Regions from separate parts of the Mus musculus genome. Here region 1 is linked to region 2. Evidence: chromatin contacts called from public HiChIP or PLAC-seq data. All regions are on one chromosome and are shown on one strand. Each heading gives the region's core, a stretch centred on a gene start, on an enhancer-like site or on the middle of the called end of the contact. The rest is flanking DNA. Distances are from core to core; before and after follow the strand shown. Region 1 has its middle 91 kb from the start of Gm36569. Region 2 overlaps Gask1b (golgi associated kinase 1B).

What was found. HiChIP or PLAC-seq counts read pairs in DNA pulled down with a chosen protein or histone mark.
Region 1: a contact with region 2 is called in an H3K27ac HiChIP or PLAC-seq map of heart atrium, with 20 read pairs. The contact joins two enhancer-like sites. A contact is called at or near these places in 2 of 15 datasets of contacts at CTCF or cohesin (the G1E-ER4 cell line and the NIH/3T3 cell line), 14 of 484 Hi-C or Micro-C datasets (the G1E-ER4 cell line, the HPC-5 cell line, cerebral cortex and 8 more), 5 of 115 datasets of contacts at active chromatin or transcription factors (the HPC-7 cell line, embryonic stem cells, extraembryonic endoderm stem cells and 1 more) and 1 of 9 other capture datasets (embryonic stem cells).

The regions. Positions count from the first base shown.
Region 1 is chr3:79,975,066-79,981,433 of GRCm38.p6, forward strand. No RefSeq gene overlaps it. Among named protein-coding and RNA genes, the nearest start is that of Gm36569, 91 kb to the left of the region's middle. Within about 2 kb of position 2,771, at least 79 of the 459 cell types and tissues checked have an H3K27ac peak or open chromatin away from gene starts, as enhancers often do. A contact at or near this core is called in the G1E-ER4 cell line, the HPC-7 cell line, female germline stem cells and 1 more, where this site is marked.
Region 2 is chr3:79,905,662-79,911,820 of GRCm38.p6, forward strand. Gask1b (golgi associated kinase 1B) reads left to right here. Exons shown (of 4, transcript NM_133187.3): 2 at 2,928-3,142. Among named protein-coding and RNA genes, the nearest start is that of Gm36569, 22 kb to the left of the region's middle. Within about 2 kb of position 1,845, at least 56 of the 459 cell types and tissues checked have an H3K27ac peak or open chromatin away from gene starts, as enhancers often do. A contact at or near this core is called in the G1E-ER4 cell line, the HPC-7 cell line, female germline stem cells and 1 more, where this site is marked.

The DNA of each region.
Region 1 (6,368 bases), core at 1,521-4,020, 70 kb after region 2:
GCCCCAAGAAGTCCATTGTGCATGAGCAGAACAATGCCTTCCTGAAGATATTTATATGTATATCTGGCATCCTCTGAATAAGTCACCTCATGTGACAAAAGGGACCTGGGATATGAGGCTCCGACATGGAGTTAGAACTTGGACATAACTTGCCTCATGAATAGAATCTAATGACACAGGAGTGTGAAGCAGAACATTGTTCCCTGCTGTGGTGAGGAAACTGGGGAGAGAGAGAGAGAGAGAGAGAGAGAGAGAGAGAGAGAGAGAGAGAGAGAGAGAGAGGAGGCTGGGAGGAAGATGGGGTAAAAGGATAAAAGGATCATAGGCCAAGGAATGTGAGTGGCTTTTGGAAGCTGGAACAGCAGGGAAATGGATTCATTTTTTAAATTTCCAGAAAGGAATGCGTTTCTGCTGTCCTTTCATTTTCTCCCTCTGAGACTTCTGACCTATTTAACTACAGACACCAAAACCCTGTTCTTTTAAGCCTCCAAGTTTGTGTAATTTGTAACAACAGCGAGAGGAGTTACTGCACATTCTCAAGTCAGGGAAGGAGGCGAACTGCCTCGTGTCGTCTCTGATAGCTCTCTATTTTTTTCTTTTGTACCTTTAGGGTTTTTTTTTTTTTTAAAGATTAAAGGAAAAATCAATTCTAGTGTTTATTCTTGCAGGGCCAGTTTCTATTTATTCAGTTTATTCCATCTATTTACTTGTAAAATTTGCAATTTTATAATTTTTAAAACATATTCTTTTTATTGACTCTTTGGGAATTTCATATCATGCACTGCAATCCCACTCATTTCCCAATCCTTCCATATCTACCTCCCAATCTTGTAACCTCCTCCTCCCCGAACCAATAAAATAATAAAACAAACAAAAACCTTCCATTGACCCCTCTGGGCAAGGCAACAGTCCACTCCTCTTTCACCCACAGCCTTCTTTCCCACTCAGGTCTCCAGTTCTGATGTGTGTGCATCCATTCAGTCCGCCAGGTTTCTCCACCTTTCCATCACACATTCATTAGTGACAGTAGCATTGGAAGCTGAGATGTCATGCGATAGGTATATCCTTCTGCTATAGTATCAATACTGGATCCTCACCAGGGCTCCTAAAGGAGATCCTACTGTTGCCCTGTGCCATAGTTGCCCTGCAGCTTTTGTTCTGCAGGACTTGCCCCTTTCACACACTCTAGCAGTTCATGAATGACATATTTTGAGGTTGGGCCCCCACAAAGCCATGGACCCGGATAACTGAGTTTGTCAGCTCACAACTTGCCTGTGCCCGTGCTACCTTAGCCAGCTTTCCCACTGATTGTTTTTTAGTGGATTAAATACCTTTATCACTGAGTTATTGTTTAAGGTACAACAGCAGTGTGGTTTAACTGTTACTTGCAGTTGTTGGGTAAAATAATAAAATACAAAAAAAAAAAAAGAAGAAGAAGAAAAGGCCACATTTCATTATTCTAAATACCATTTGCTGTTCTGGAAAAAAATTCCAACCTTCTGAAATCCTGGAGCGATATCATTACCATGGGCAAAAAAATAACCCTCAGTGCTCTAATAAGCTTCTCTGTATGTGTTTGTATACATCCACATATGTATAGATGTAACAAGCGTAAACAGGAAACCATCCGTACCAACTGTAGTAAAACATGGGTTTATTAAGTGGTGCTTTTAAAATAACACCACCCTTTCCTTCTAAGAGAGAATTTCTTGGGGAGATTTACATAGAGAATTTTAGACAGTAAGGGCTGCTTATTGGTGGAAACTTACAAGGCTTGAAGCCATGAAAAGTTTTCCAGTTCTGAGTAGACCTTGGCATTTGCACAGTGACAATATTGTTTAGAACAAGCCCCTTTTAATGGCATTGACGTTTTCCTGTTCCACTGTGGACATTTCCCTTGAATGCCTGCGTGGGAAGAGGAACAATGTTGTCAACACCCACTGTCCATCTGAATCCTAAAAACTGGAGGTTGGATGAATGCCACAGCCGATAGTCAGAATACAGTCTGTGCAACAACATGTGCAATTTTGAGCATAGAAGCCTTGGACAGTGTTAAGACAGATTATATGATATCTGGAAATACTCAGAACATGGCTTAGGAAGAATTTTCAATATACTTTAATGCTAGTTTTATACATTTACCTCTTTCAATTAGAAAATGTCACATGAAAAATTTTGTATATGACCAAATTGATATCTTTTAGTTTTTAATAAATTATGCTTAGGGGCTAATTTTACATACAACCAGGCTTTCTTGAGAGCAGAGGTCTGACTTGTGGATCACTGTACAGACTATACACTTAAAGTGTGTATCAAGTGAATTAAGTATAATGCAAATTTAATTTTTTTTCTCTAAGAAAACTCCTTGCTTTTGATATGTCACCGGGCCTTGGTGTCTCTGAAAGCAACTGATGCCATCATAGAAACCACTTCCTTCCTTCCTTGATTCTCTTGGGGGTGAGATTTAGGACCCTCTTTTGTCTAAACAGTCAAATCCCACCCAGACCCATGCCAGTCACTAAACAACTAACAGCAGTTCTACCTGCATTATGTTTAGCCCATTGTGAAGTCTCCTTGGGGCAGAAAAAGAATCGAAAATAAATTCCAATATATATACAGACACTTAATACGCACACAAGCACTGGTGGCCTCTGGAGAGAGGGTAGCGTTGACCTGACGACCTCAGCCACATGCTAACCAAGAAAGCCAGGAGCCCTGAGTGGCTGGGGCAAGAGCAGGCCCAAGAAATGAGGAAACCTGAAGGCATTCATCTGGCAACATGTCAATTATTTCAACAATTCCCCTCTACTTGGAAGAATGTGAGCCATCTCAGGCATGGAGTTAGTATTTTTAGAATTCTTGGTATACTAAGCGTCTTGCAATTCTAGGCTCAGCTAGGAAATTAAAGTCAGGCGGAAAAGAGCAAGCTTGAGAGCGGGCTTTACTTCCTTTCTGTCAGGACCAAATAGTGTTTTCTTCTCCCAAGTGATAGTGGGATGTGGGGTCAGTTAATTGAATTTCTTCTACATTATGAAAGTCAAGGAAATACTATGTGGAGGAAGAATTTTGGTGGGAGCAAGGACCTTAGAGATGTAACCTCGTGATTACTCAACCGTTCCCCAGCTGAAGACATTTAAAATGTCCATTTCAGAAAAATATACATGACGGCCCACACAGTGAATCATCACAGTAACAACTCAAGATCTTCAGGAAATGTGAAAAATCATTTGCTTCCCAGCATTGCAAACCTATGGTAGACAATGGAGGACTTAACTCAAACACTGTCAATCTTCCTCAGGACAGAATTATCAGCAAATCTTTAGGCTTTCAAGGCTGTCAGTGACCGGAAGTAGAGATTAGGAATGAGTAAAAATGAGGATAAAGGCTTCTGGCTTGGCCAGAGCATGGGGAAGTGATGGATGTTCTGCCAGGAAAAAGAAAATGACTCTTTACCCTCAAGTGATAATTTCTAACTTCATGACAAATTGGTTTTACTTTATTCTCTCTCTCTCTCTCTCTCTCTCTCTCTCTCTCTCTCTCTCTCTGTCTCTCTCGCCCCCTCCCTCCCTCCCTCCCCCTCTCTCCACACTCCTCCACACACAGAGTTATTTTTAGCTAAATAATTTGAAAGTAGGATGTAAAGGTCATGCTTTTTGACCTATGTATAATATAGTGTACATTTCTCAAGAAAAGAATTTTATATAATCACAGTGTAGTTGGGAACAAATCTAGAGAGCTAATTAGATGATCAAATCTACACTGACTCCTAATGCATAACTCATTATACTAGCTTGTGATCTATCCTATCCTTTCTTTGTTCTTGGAAATAATGCACACATACACACAATAGTATTTCCCAATTTCTTTGTAGATTTAGTCCATAAAACAATTAGCACATGATACCAAACAAGAAGCAAACATGCTTCAGTAAATTTTGAGATATTTCTATACTTCTCTTGTTTTTCTCCCTACTTTTTGAAACTTCCCTACATAAACCGACTCTAAGTTTCCACGATGTTGTTGGCCAAAAGAAATCAAGGACCTTCAGACAGAAGAATGAGCATCACAGACGAGTTAGGATATTGGCTCTGGCAGCCCTGTGAGCACCACACTAAATTGAAGGCAGGCATGGAGACTTGGAGTGACAAAGTGATTAGTTATGACAATTTCCCAGTAAGAGATCTTGAAAGGCTGCCTTGGATCAAACTGGAACTGTAGAAGGTAAAGAATTTGGGAGTGAGAGATAGGGAAGTGGTGTCTCCCTGTTGATAGAATTCCTTTTATTCAGCAAACAAGACAAATATATTTCAGTCACATACAAAAGAGATGGGATAGAGAGGTGACTGTCCAAAGACTCCTATTACCTATGTAGTTTTGGCAGCAGTAAAAAGTAGTGACCCCCAACATAGAAAGACAGTGATGATGATATTAAGTATGAGCGAGTGAGATACAGAAGCTATAGGGCCAGAGAGGGCAGGTGCAGACAAGGTTAGAACCATGAACTTGATGCTAGTGAATTTTACAGCCTTGGAAGACATCCCTGAAATTGTCTGAGCTAGGATACATAGAAGGGATGGTTTTGAGGGGAAGATGAACAGTGGAGAGGTTAAGGAATAATGTAATAACAGAGAACAATGAGGAGAAAATACTCTACAGACTGAGTAGTGGCCTGAGTGACTGTTTCACCTTTCCTGTTTGCATGCAAGTCCTTCTCCCTTGAGGGACCATATGGTCAGATGCTTATAGATGTCTTCCTGGTTAAACCTGGAGGACAAGCTGAAACATCCTGGTCTTGGTTTTATATTTTGCACAGTGGTAAGAAATTACTCAAAAACTCAGACTTCCTAAAGGCAGTGATATACTGAAGGCATGCTCTAGTAAAGCAAGATGTCTATATACTGAATTTTCTTTGTTACTTTTCCTGGTAAGAGCTGAGTGATATCTGAGAATATAATATGTGGTGGTCAGCACAGCTCAATACTAACTTCTACCTTCCCCTTCCCACTGGGAATCTCCCAACATACATTGTTTTTATGTGTGTGAAGGTCAGATCTCTATTGTGTTCTTTCCACACTGGAAATATTTTATTTTTCTCCATATATAGCTTCCTCCTGCAGCACATGGGGAGGAAATATTTACCTTTTGTTTCTAGTAACCAGACTTGCATGGAAAACGGAACTTCATGTTTGAATGGTGAAAATTGTGTTCACTGAAGACGACAGCTTTTGTGGGATTCTCGGAGCTGTTGGGACTTTGCTCATACCCATCTGTGCAGCCACTTTTAGTGTCATGGGTGCAGAAGTCAAATATTCGAGCCTTGTCAGCACTTGAATTCATTAGGAGAATCCCAGCACAGCTTGTGGCAGAGGAAAGAGGTGATAAGTTAAAACTAACCAAGGTCATCTCTCTTTTTACTGTGAGGATAAGCATGGTCCTCTGGGACTACGTTGGCCTATCTTGGCTAGCAATAGACAACAGAGGCCTCTGGAGCTTATACTACATGTATGAAGACTCATGTTTTCAGAACCTTGCCATCTTTTGCTCTCACAACCTAGCTTGATTCCTCAAGCCTGGGTGACAAGCTTTCAGGTTCCAGAGTAGTTCATCATGATTATAATGTTGTGGTGATTTGAATAGGTTTGTTCCCCCTCCCCCCCTCCCCACTATTGTGCTTGAATGCTTGGCTCATGGGAATTTGCACTATTAGGAGGTATGGCCTAGTAGTCATACATTCCAAGCAATGGCAGGTTGCCTTGTCTTTTGTCAGCACAAAACTAGTCAGGCTGAGGGGTGTGTCTGTCAATGTGGTTCAATTTTTTTCTCCTAAAAGTCAATAGTAACTACAAGCCTACTTCCTCTTGTGAGCTTAAACCCCATGCCTTTCAGGAAGGGTGACAGCCTTTGTGGGACTCAACATTGACTCCAGCCCTCTCTGGGTGCTTGGGTACCAAGAGACCAGACTCTGCTTTTCCCGTTTCTTGCCACAAGCTAGTTTCACTTTTCCACTCCTGTTTAGAACCAGGCCCTATTTATTCTATCCTTAAAATTGTTGTTAAATAAGCTGTCTTTTAAAACTCGGTGCTTGATTATGAGATGGATCCCCGGGTGGGGTAGTCTCTGGATGGTCCATCCTTTTGTCATAGCTCCAAAATTTGTATCTGTAACTCCTTCCATGTGTATTTTGTTCCCCATTCTAAGGAGGAATGAAGTATCCACACTTTGGTCTTCCTTCTTAATTTTCTTGTGTTTTGCAAATTGTATCTTGGGTATTCTAAGTTTCTGGACTAATATCCACTTATCAGTGAGTTCATATCTAGTAATATCTTTTGTGATTGGGTTACCTCACTCAGGATGATATCCTCCAGATA
Region 2 (6,159 bases), core at 595-3,094:
GGGCTACATTACTGCAGATTTACTGCATAATTACATCAGTGCTACTCAAATATTTAACTGTAGAATAAACATCCATACTATAATATTTAATGATACAATTATGAGAATCCACAAACTTCTATTTTTTCCTTTGTGTAATTTTTGCTTCTTTATCCTGTGAAAACTTTATGCTTCCTGAGAGCAAAAAGTTGGCACCTACTTGTTTACAATTTAGCTTTAGGCTCCAAAACACTACCTGGCATATAGCAGTTGCTCAGTAAGCAACAATGGTTGGGTAAAGGCTTATGTTTTATAAGACTGTTGGAGGTGCATGTGTAGAAACAGCTGCTATAAAAATCATCCTTAATTATGCATTTATGCTAAACACTAGGATGAGGGGTTTTATTTATTTGCTTTATTTTTTTCTTGCATTTTTATACGGCAACATAAAAATTTTACCTATTAGTTACAGGCATACACCGTATAATGTACAAATGAGGGTAAACCTATCTAACATGCTGGTCTTACAACAGTGGGGTGGCTACAGGTAACAATTATATGTTAAATATGCTCAAAAACCTTGAGGAAGGGAAGTCTGAATGTTTGCACCAGGTAGAGGTGATAAAAGTTTGAGAAAGAAATTTTTCTTTATACACAGTCCTATTTAATAATCGTGGAGTCTGTTTATGAAGATACATGATCAGCCCTGTGACATGGAGGAGGAAGAGGCAGGCAGGACTTGTCACTTGTTTAATGTCACTAGACAAGGAAGTCAGATTAGAGAGCAAGAGGTCTGTTGGGTCCCATAGTCTAAGTCTCAGTCATGAGTTAACCATGTTCTCTTCCTAAAAATTTGAAGCTATTTATTTATTCAAGTGAGAGTGAAGAGGGCAGGAAAACCTGAGAAAACAAAACAACCATTTGCCGTGGACAGCAGACAATTGGGTTTTTCTTCTCATATGTTCTCATGCAGAGTGTTCTTCATTGCCTAAAATGAGGAGACTTCTTTTTATTTAATTTTATAGTAAGGCATGGATGCTCTTAAATATGTGGAGAGAAGCAAGAAGATTTCTCTGACTTCTGTAGATCACTTCTTGCTCCTCCTGGCCATTGGGTTGTACAGGAAACAGCTTCCTGCCTGTTCTTGTAGTGACTGTCCTGTGGACATGCAGTATCAGGCTTTAGTTACCTTTGAACACTTCCTCGCTCTGAGATGAGAAGTGCTGTTGGTGAGTGGCCGTGTCCAGGATACTGGCTCACAGCCTCTCACAGTTCAGTTGTCCCATGTGCTTGTCTCAGAAAGTTGCATGATATTTTCTATTCATATTTGACCACACTGGCCCAGCTCATCTTCCTCATATGATAGACAGATCGTACACAAGTTTATTCTTTCTCTTTCTCCTTTTTAAAATCAGCACAGTATTTGGGATATACAAGATTGTCTAGCTCTTCTGTTTTAGAATTGAATTAGGTCTCAGGAGCCTCAACCACTTAGTAAAGAAATGAGGAGGAGGAGGAAAGAAACAGTAACTGATGATCTTTTGGGTCAGCTTGCGGGTCTTTCTTTCTCTTAACTGTGTGTCATTGACTGTGATGTACCTACTGTGTATAAAGCAAAGACCTTCCAAATGCTCTACCCGACACTATCAATGAGACGTCGGAGGAGTTTCCTTCGAGACAGGCTGGAGTGGGGGGCAATTAGAATGGTTGAATTAATGTGTTTAAACCGTTGGTGTGCCACCAACTTCCGAATGGGTCCAGCAGCTGTTTCCTGCAGATAAGAGCACTACAAGATTCAAGCAAGGGGGGTTGAGTTTCTAGCTAGGTGAGGAAAGTTGTAGATTTCAAACATCCCAGGCTGTTTCAAAGGGCTTTCCGAAATTCCTGGCATGTCTGGACACTCCCATCAGAATTCCTGAGGGCTCTTCTGTTCAGGCTTGTTCAGAATGAGTTAAGGGGGCTGCCTTCCTAGATGCTTGTAATTGAGTTGTTTTCTTCAAGAGCACTGTGCTGACTTTTGAATCATAAGTAACCCTGGCCATAACCATCTCTGGGACTTTGCTTGGATGAAATGGGGGCTTGCAAATGACAGTTCTGGTTTTAAGCCTGAACTGTTGTTCAATAGACTCCATCGAGGTCTTTCCTGTTGATGAGGATTCCACAGGGATGTATTATACTTTATTCAGCTGAGCAGTGAAATGGCGTTTCTATCCAGTGACTGAGATTTAAACAACTTTAGTGACATTTAAAAAAAATATCATCTATGCACATGCAGTTGAAGAAGTGACATTTGCTTAAAGACACCTTGTGAGGCTATGTGTGAATGTGTGACCACCTTCCCAAGAGCACTGCTGTGCTCACACTCTTCTATCAGAAGAGAAAAACAGAAACCAAAGCAGTCTTTTTCCTGCTTTCCTTCTTTGGTGACTCCAGAAATTGATGCGAAGCATCCATTTTCTCTTTTGAATCTGGGACTTCTAAAAATTCTCCCCACCCCTGGCATGCTGATGTAGCCTCAGAAAATCAGACAGCTGTTATTACAAACAGAGACCGCTCTGCTCAGACCTTGAATAGACAATTATAAATGTCTGGATTCTTTCCTTTCTTGTGGCGGCTGCTTTTTTAGATGTGGAGTAAAACCACACTAAACCAGAGGATGCTTGAGTAGTAGTTAGGAGCCTGTTCTTGCCACATCCATAAATCTTGTTAAATTTTCTTTTACTGTCTACAGTAACTTTCCACTTCATAAGACTTATAACTGACCAGGAGTGTCATTTATATAAAAGTCTTAAAACTTGTGAAGACACAGGGACCTTGGAATTTGGTTACAAAATGTCCCACGCCCGACAGGTGAGAGAGGACGTGAATTAGTGAGTGATCTGCCCAAGGACATTTGCTATTCAATGCAGCAGCATGCTGAGTGAACTATTTGCTTTCTGATTCTGTAGATGGCCGACCTCGCCCTATCATTCTCTGGGACTCATCTCTAGCATCTGCAAGCAATGATAGCCATTCCTCTGTTAAGATCACCTGGGGAACTTATCAGCGGTTGCTAAAACAGAAGTGCTGGCTGAATGGCCGGGTTCCCAGACCTGAGTGGGACTGCACTGAAATCCATCACCACGAGTGGTCCAAGATGGCTCTCTTTGATTTTTTGTTACAGGTAAGTTTATCCAATCTCCTGTGGCTTCCTAAGACTTGTTGTAAGGCCTCAAAGGAAACTTCAGCATCTGGAGTGTCTACAAGGTTGTAGTTTTAAGTTACCATATTGCTAAATTGTTATTGGGAGAGAATTTAGAACTGAAAAGTCTTAGAACATATATAAAAACATCCTCCTTTTTTGTTAGTATGTGTGTTTGACTGGAAAGAAGGAAACAGACAGGAGTGGAAACAGAATCCTCCGAGGTTATAAGTCCAGTCTAATGTACATGACCCTCTGTTTCAAAAACAAAACAAAACAAAAAATGTAGAGAAAACACTAGCTTAGTCACCGTCTAAGGAATGAACTGTTGACCTAGAGAATGGCCTTTGGTGTTAGTGATGCAGAGTTGATAGTGAAGACTAAGCCAGTGGGCAGGCCATTTAGTGGAGCAGAGAGGCAGACAACAGTCACCTGGTATTGTTACCTTGAACAACGTTTGAGTTCAGTTCTAAGGTATAGACAGGTTATGTGTTATGTATGTATTATCTCATTTGTAAGCTTAATCAATACAGGAAGGCTGTGAAATAAGCCCCCTTTATATTGCATATAGGGGAACCGAGGCATGGAAAGTATATGTATTTTGACAGCTTCCTTGCAAGCTGACAAATGAGCCCACTGCAGAATGACTAGTGCTAGTAAAGTCAGGAAATCCTTGGGTCTGACACATGTGAACTGCACACGTAGGACAGAGCCACTGGTATCCACTTCACACTTCTTTGCATCTCTAGTTGCATTGGGGGTGATACAGCAGCGTTCTGGAGAATGCTTCTGATGGTGTCTTTGTCTCTGACATGGAACCCTAACCTCAGAATCTCCAGTCTTCCTATTGGCTGCTAGCAAACCTGATGAATATTTGCCTTAGAAGGATATGTGATTTTAGTATTTTGGTAAGGATGAAAATAACCCCTACAGAGTTAAGATACATTTGTTAACCACGTTAACAAGTGTAACCATTAGTGTCCCACAGGACTTGAAGGACAGCTCCATGACAGAGTGCCTGTCTTCGATGGGTGAGAACCTGAGTATATCCTCACTACTACACAGGCAAAACCAAACAAGACAAAACACAAAACCGAAGAGCAAGCTTGGTGTGCTGTGCAGAAACGCCCATGGAGAACTATGTTTCAACACAGAATGATCTAGAAGCTTGCAGCTGATAGACATAAAAAGTTACCGATAGCAAATAAAGGGCAAATCTCTATCTTGATTATCTTGCGTTAAGTATTTTAAATCTGAAACCCTAACGTAAATTTCATTCTGACCCAAGCTTCATTTATTATTCAACTAAGGAGAACACATACGCTGCACGCGCGCGCGCGCACACACACACACACACACACACACACACACACACCCTATGATCATTATATTATAAAAGTAATATAAAGTAATTATGCCCACTATCACACTCCAAAGTTTTTTGGTTTTTGTTTCCTTCTGGAAGTGTAATGGTTAGGAAAATATAGTATATGAAATAAAAGGCGGATTCATATCAGAATTGGTGGCAAAATATTAGTTTCAAGTGTTCTGAGGTCGAAAGAGGGGGAACACGTGCCTCAGAATAGCAAAGAGAGAGGATCTGAATAGAAGTTTAGATGTAAACAGAGGAGGCTGTATAGGAGGCCTGAGCAGGACAGGGGTGTGATGGCATTTCTCGGCATTTAATCATCTGAAAGAGGCCATTCAAAACAGAGTCTTTGTTTAAGCAAGTACTGGGCCTTCCTGCTTTGGGGCATAGGAAGTGGCAAAAAGGAAGGACTCCCCTTACACAGAGTATGTGTTGACTGTGTTGCTTTCCTACTGTTTGTTGTCCTAACTGTCAGAACAAAGTTCAGCCGATGCAGCTTAGCTTCTGAGAGCACTGGCAGCTTTTACCCATGCGGGGACAGTGTCTGTTGCCTGGAGGATGAACGTGAGCACGTGAAAGCATCACTGTGAATTTGAAACGGGCACAAATATTCCATGTAGCTTGAAATAATAATACGGTCAACCTGCCACTCACAGAACACTTCCTTTGTGTATTTGTTTCTAGGCACTTTTGTACTGAGCACTAAGATAGTAATTTAGGAACTGAGGATGGTTGTTATCTATACTTTAGAGATGAGGAAGCTGAAGCAAGCATAAGTTTGCTAATCTTGCCTGAGTCACGTGTTCACTAGTTCCTGGAGTCCTACAGAAGTTCTGTTTTAAACATCAAGCCTTCTTGATTCTTGAAGGGAAAAACTGTACCTTCATCTCTTAGACAGAAAAGAGTACCATCTCCAGTCACTGTTCCAAGAGAAAAATCTAGGAGCCAGATGTGAGCTTCTGTGAGGGCCATGTGGGTAGTGACCAACATCTTGATCTCTCTTGATTTGCTTTCTTGTTGGAATCATTCATTGGCTCTTGTCTTAACTCAAGGTTCGGTCCTTTCTCACTTAGGTGCCCCCTTTTAGCCCCTTCCAACTGAATGAACCAAGCTCACTTCAGGCAGAAGTTGGTTATCTGCGGGGTGTGGCTCTCTCTGCTTCTGTAGTCTATGCAGTTGCTTCCTCTGTTTGTGGTTGGAAGGTTTTCCTCCTTGATAATTCACGAGGAAGAAATCTGGGCAAGGATTTACCACAACTTGCTCAAACTGTAATATCAAGTGGAAGCTCCTAACTCTGGTTTAAAAGCTTTGTATAAAACTCAAGAATACCATTTATTAATGGTTAATTTAACTAATATTTGCAAAGACAGAGATATGCAGAGATAATCTCTTGTGTGCTTTGTGGAAACATCACCTATCAATAAATCTTATAGCCAATAAGCCAAGGCAGGATTAAAAGGTTGGGCATCTGGCACGAAGAGAGAGAGAGAGAGAGAGAGAGAGAGAGAGAGAGAGACTCTGTGAGATTGTCAGAGGGCAAGATTCCCTGCCCTGACTCAGAGGGAGCCAGACATATGATACTGAGGAGAGCTAAGTAGCCACATGGCAGACATAGAATAGTATAAATGGG